2 separate regions of the Rattus norvegicus genome follow, and region 1 is linked to region 2. Evidence: chromatin contacts called from public Hi-C data. All regions are on one chromosome and are shown on one strand. The core of a region is the stretch at or near the end of the contact, and the rest is flanking DNA. Distances in the headings are between cores, read along the strand shown. Region 1 has its middle 29 kb from the start of Spen. Region 2 holds the start of Zbtb17 (zinc finger and BTB domain containing 17).

What was found. A called contact is a pair of places that touch in the nucleus more often than the background predicts.
Region 1: a contact with region 2 is called in a Hi-C map of liver, with 3 times the contacts expected there. The contact joins the enhancer-like site here to the promoter of Zbtb17 in region 2. A contact is called at or near these places in 11 of 12 Hi-C or Micro-C datasets (the A7r5 cell line, the Rat2 cell line, Schwann cells and 6 more).

Annotation. Positions count from the first base shown.
Region 1 is chr5:159,159,783-159,162,597 of GRCr8, forward strand. No RefSeq gene overlaps it. Among named protein-coding and RNA genes, the nearest start is that of Spen, 29 kb to the left of the region's middle. Within about 2 kb of position 1,324, at least 28 of the 93 cell types and tissues checked have an H3K27ac peak or open chromatin away from gene starts, as enhancers often do. A contact at or near this core is called in the A7r5 cell line, Schwann cells and liver, where this site is marked.
Region 2 is chr5:159,034,922-159,037,772 of GRCr8, forward strand. It overlaps Zbtb17 (zinc finger and BTB domain containing 17), which reads left to right and starts at 1,561. Exons shown (of 16, transcript NM_001012105.1): 1 at 1,561-1,728.

The DNA.
Region 1 (2,815 bases), core at 74-2,573, 120 kb after region 2:
CAATTCCCAGCACCCACATGGTGGCTCACAACCATCTGTAATGAGATCTGATGCCCTCTTCTGGTGTGTCTGAAGACAGCTATAGTGTACTCACGTATATAAAACAAAAAAATCTTCGAAAAAAAAAATAGTGTTATGTGTGTATTCTAAGGAGTTCAAGGGGGGTTGGGGATTTAGCTCAGTGGTAGAGCGCTTGCCTAGCAAGCGCAAGGCCCTGGGTTCGGTCCCCAGCTCCAGAAAAAAAAGAAAAAAAAAGAAGGAGTTCAAGGAATAGAAAAAGCAGAAGAGGCACCAGGGGACCCTGCGGTTTCACCTTGTGATGTGTACTCAGGAGGTAGGAAGACGTTCATCCACACATGAAACCTGCACTTGAATGTCCACAGTGGCTCTCTTTGAGTTAGGTAGCTGTGGGGACAGGCCTTGTCGGTCAGCTGAGGAGCGGACAGGCAGAAGGAGTGAGCTCCTACAATAGGATATCACCTCTTCACAACAGAGAGGGGTGACATTGTGCTACATGCCACAGAGCTGCCACGTAGTTGGTCTGAAACTGGCTTCGAACTTGGAGTAATCCTCCTGCCTCAGCCTCCTGGAGTGCTGTGGTAAAGCTGTGCACCACCTGACCTTCTTTTTTTTTTTTAAATATGTATTTAATGTATATGAGTACACTGTAGCTTGTCATCAGACACACCAGAAGAAGACATCAGATCCCATTACAGATGGCTGTGAGCCACCATGTGGTCGCTGGGAATTGAACTCAGGACCTCTGGAAGAGCAGTCGGTGCTCTCAACCGCTGAGCCATCTCTCCAGTCCCTGACCTTTCTTCTTTAAAAACAAAAAAAGTCTGTGAGTGTTTTGTCTCCGTGCATGCCTAAGAAACATCTGATCTCCCGGAATGGGACTTACGGACAGTGGGGAGCTGCCCCCTGGGTGCTGAGACTCGAATCCAGGTCCTCTGGAAGAGCAGCCAGCCCTTTTGACTCCTAGGCCACCTCTCCAGTCCCCACTAGCACTCTTACAGACACCAGGGCCATCACGGATTTCCACATGACTCTCTGGGCTACAATTCTTTTTTTTTCTTTCTTTCTTTTCAGAGCTGGGGACCAAACCCAGGGCCTTGCGCTTGCTAAGCAAGAGCTCTACCGCTGAGCTAAATCCCCAACCCTGGGCTACAATTCTTAACCCAGTTTGGAGTCACCTCTCTCCAAATTCCAAGGGCAGATGTGTTCATTCCACACATATTTACTAAGGGCTGGCCTGGTGCATGCAGCCCTGTGCGTGCTGACAATTGAGTAAAACAAACAAGTCACAGGCCTGGGGAGGGAGCTAAGGTTCAGAACCTGTGACCAGAGACTGCCCCTCCTTCATGCCTCCCAGCATTCCACAGATGGACAGATGGACCTCTTGGCCCAGCACCTTCCCTTCCTCGCAGCACCAACCCCACCCTCCTCACTTTTGATTGTTTTGCAGCCCTTAGCTATCCCAGCTGAGAGAATCCTCCACCCTCTGCCTACCTCCCCACCTACCCTCAGGAAAGCCCACCATCTGTCTTCACGCAAAGCCTAGTGGGCCGGCCCTTCGTGGCTATCATGCCCATTTATTTGCACTCTGTGTTACTCTCTCATATAACATGGGGGCATTCCTCCCCTTCCTAGGGCTGTCCGCCATGTTTGTGCCTGGTACCTACTAGATCCTTCTTCAGGGGTTGCCACGTGGGCCTCTGGGGCTGTGCCCCAGATCCTGGGTCCAGGAGTTCCCTGATCATTTGCTCGCTGGGGAACCCTGCCCATTAGCCAACGTTTGTTCTAGTCATGCTCTCTGTCACTTCTGATCAGCCACCTGGAGAGAGTGGAAGGACCCAGTCAGAGGAAGAAAGCCAACCGAGCTCAGAGCCAGGAGAAGGAAGTTCGCCACTTCCTGCAGCCTCTCCTAGGTGACAGGTCAAGCCTGACTCAGACTATGGAGGAGCCAGAGTGGAAACTTCCCAGCCTCAGATTGAGGGTGTGGGAGTGCTGTGCAGACGTGGCCTCCGAGTCGGTGCCCAAAGGGCAGACCAAGGAGAGGAGGCCAGTCCATGCCCCTCCCCCGAGAGCAAGCTACTCTCTCCCACTTCCCCAGGAGTCCGGGTTGTGTCTGCCTCCAGAGGGCTGGGGTCAAAGTGCACAAGGAGGGAGAGGATGAGCCTTGGACCCAGTGACCACTTCCTCTGGGGCAAATGGCTCTCATCAGTAGAAGCCACTGTCCCACTTCCCAGGACAATTCCTTCCCAGCCCTAACTCTGACCCCAGGGCATCTCCACAGGCCCTTTCCTCATGCTTCCTGCCTCCCCAGGCTGATGCTCTCAGTAAGTGGGTGTTGGAAGGTGAAGGCTGTAGGAGGGGTAGGAGGACCCTGTAGTGGAGGTCGGGAAACCTAGGTATGGCTGCTGGCCAGCCTGTGAGGGAGACTTCTCACTCTAGAGTCTCTTTCTTCCAAGAAAGGGGCTTCCTGTGTAGCTCAGGCTAGACCAAAACACACAAAGTAGAGGAGATTGGGCTCTGGCAGTACTCCTCTTGCTTCTGCATCCCAAGGGCTGGGCTATAGGCATACGGTACAGTGCCTGGCTTTCATCTCTAAGATTCTACCAGGCTCATGGTGCTCCATCTTGCCACCACCCCACTGCCTTTTAGAGGCCACGTTGTCTGCCCTGTGACTGCCCACTCCCCAGGACAGTCAGTTGTGTCTTGAACACCTTCTGCTAGGTAGGCTCTTTGCTTGGCTGCTCCCCTCCCTTTTCAGGGTACCAGAGGAACAGACCCTTAGCCCACTCTTCAGCTT
Region 2 (2,851 bases), core at 311-2,810:
TTTTCCTCTTCAAAGTGACTGTGCCCACGCCCTGTAGGTTTCTGCTGGTTTAACTGGTAAGGGCTCATTCATTTGTTTTAACCTGTTCTATAAGATGTCTCCTCCTTGGTTAGACACAGTGCTGGCTTCAAAGGATGTCCTAGAACCTTCTTCTCTCCTTATAGACCTAGATGAAACTGAAGGGTGTCAGATGGACGGGTCTCATGGAATTAGCAGCCCCTTGCAAAGTTCTGCCCTCAAAGGGAGAAGGGACAGCGTCTACTGACAAGGTGGTGGTATTGGTGGTGGGGATCTCATTGAGTTAGGGACTCGGGACACAACAGATCCATCTGTTCCACTCAGCCATCTCTATTCCCAGTTCCTAAGCATAACTCTTTCCATATCCACCTACCCAGCCACCATGTGAATATGAGCCACACCACAAATCCATAGCGTGCAGAGTCAGAGAGCTGCCTGTTTCCTAACTCCAGTGCTGGGATTAGAGGTGTGCACCACACTCAGCTAAGTCTTTGTTCTTTGAAAGTTTTCAGTGAAATTATAAATTATAAAATTTCGGTGAAATTATCTTCAGTCCTGGCATAATGGATTAAATACAAAAACCACCCCAGCTGCCACCCCTGATCTTCTTAGGTACTTACTGTGTCACTTCCTCAGTGGAAACCGGAGCCTGGGTCCTCAGGCTTAACACTGACCTACATCTTTAGTTCTAAACTAACTTCCAACCTTCGGGACAGGGTCTCTCACTGAAGCCTGAGGTTTTGATAGGATAGGTTGACTGGCCAGTAAATTCCCGAGATTACAGGCATGCACCACTCTTAACTTTTATTATTATTATTATTATTATTATTATTATTATTATCATCATCATCATCATCATCATCATCATCATCATCACCATCATCATTATTCATTTATTTATTTAATGTTTACTTAAATTTTATGAGCATTTTGCCTCCGTGTAAGTATGTGCACCATATGCATGTCTACTTTCTGCAAATACCAGAAGGCATCAGATCTCTTGAAATTGGAGTCACCAATGTGGATTCTGGGAATTGAAGTCAAATCCTCTGCCAGAGCAAAAGTGTTCTTAACCTCTGAGCTATCGCTCCTGCCAGCCCCTGCCTTTTAATGTGGTGTTCAAGATAGAGCTTGGGTTTTCATGCTTGTATAGCATGCAAGCACTTGGACCCCTGAGTCATTTACCCAGTCCAAGTTGCTGGGTTTGATCCCCAGTACTGCAAAAAAAAAAAAAATATTTTCCAAACCATAACGGGAGTCACAAGTAGGTCCACATCACGGCTTTGTCACAAAGATGTGCGGCTAATCCTTTTTGCACCTAAGTTTTCACTCCTTCAAAAGAGAAGAGAAATAACTCGGTTGTATGGTGTGAGGAAGGAGACAACGAACTGTAAAGAGCTTAACACAGCGTCTGGTGCACGGTAAGTGCCGCTGCAGATCTATTTGAAGCGGGAAACCAAGGGTTAAAATGGGTACAATTCCAGAAGTACACTAACGAACTTTTGGCTGGCGAGGCGCATGCGCCGGCCGGCGGCCGCGCACCTCGGACGAGCGCTGCGCCAGCGACGGAAGTCGCAGCCGGGAAGCCAGCGAGGTCCGTTCCGCCCGACTCTAACATGGCGGCGCCCTTTGTCTACTGTGAAGCGCTGCCCCCGGCCTTCTCGCGGCCGTGATGCACCTCCATCTGTGGTGGGGTTCGGGACATGGCAGGTGAGACCGGGACGGCGCTGGCGGCCCGGGAGTCCCGGGAGTCGGGACCGAGGCGGCGGGGGCCGGGGCCGCGGGACGCCCGGACGGTTGTGTGGGGGAGGGGAGGCCCGGGCGGAGGGCGCCGCGGGGCCGGGAGCGGCGGGAGCGGCCGGGAGGGGTGGCCATGCACCCGCGCGGCCGACGGGGCGCGAGTCGCCTCCGGGGCTGGGTGACACCCCGGCTGGTGGCATCTCCGCCCCCGCCGCCGGGCTGTCACCGCCCCCTGACCCCGCGCGCCGGCCGCGGTGGGTGGGCGTGCTGCGGCCGCGCGGGGGCGAAGTGCAGGGCGGCGTGGGGCTGGCGGGGGCGACCGGGATGTGTCTCAGACCGGGAGCCTCACTGACCCCCCGTAACAGACCGTTCATTCATTCACCGATCCATCCCTCCATCCCGCTTCCCTCGCTCTCCGCCCCTGACAGATCTGAGGACAGAGCGAGAGATGCCGGCGGATTGGGTCCCCGAGTGCGACTAGGGTTCTCAGCTCCAAGCGGAGACTCTCTCCACCTAAGTTGCCTCATCTTTAAAAGTAGGGGTTATAATAAAATCAGTCTTCTAAGATGTGCGATGAGTTACGTGATATATTGTCCAGGGCCTAGCATGCTTACAGTTAGAGCGAGAATGCGTGTGGAAAGTCCCTTGATGTTACTGTCATCAACGACATCACCATTCAGAGATCAGACTCACGCGGGAGAGAGAAACAAGCTTTTCAGATGTCACTGCGCTGTAGGAAGGGAGCCTAACTCGGGGACACCTTACACAGTTTAGGTGAATCCAGGGAGTCCCAGTGTCCCGGAAAGCTGAGCCTAAAGGGTCCTTAGGAGGAGTGAGGCAGCGTATCCTTAGGTGAAGGATGCTTGTGAGAATGTTCAAGCTCCTCTTCATCAGAGGTGGGTGGTAAGGTCAGCCGGCTCAGCCTAAGTCTTTAAGAAGTTGCAAACCTAGTTCAGCACTTTTAACTTTTAGGTTAATGGGAGGGCATTTAAGAAGCCGGTTTGTGGACTAGAAAGATCACAGGTTAAGGCAGGTTGAAGGAGTCACAAAGGAATGAGCCTGAAATCAGTTAAGAGATTACTAGATGCTGGGT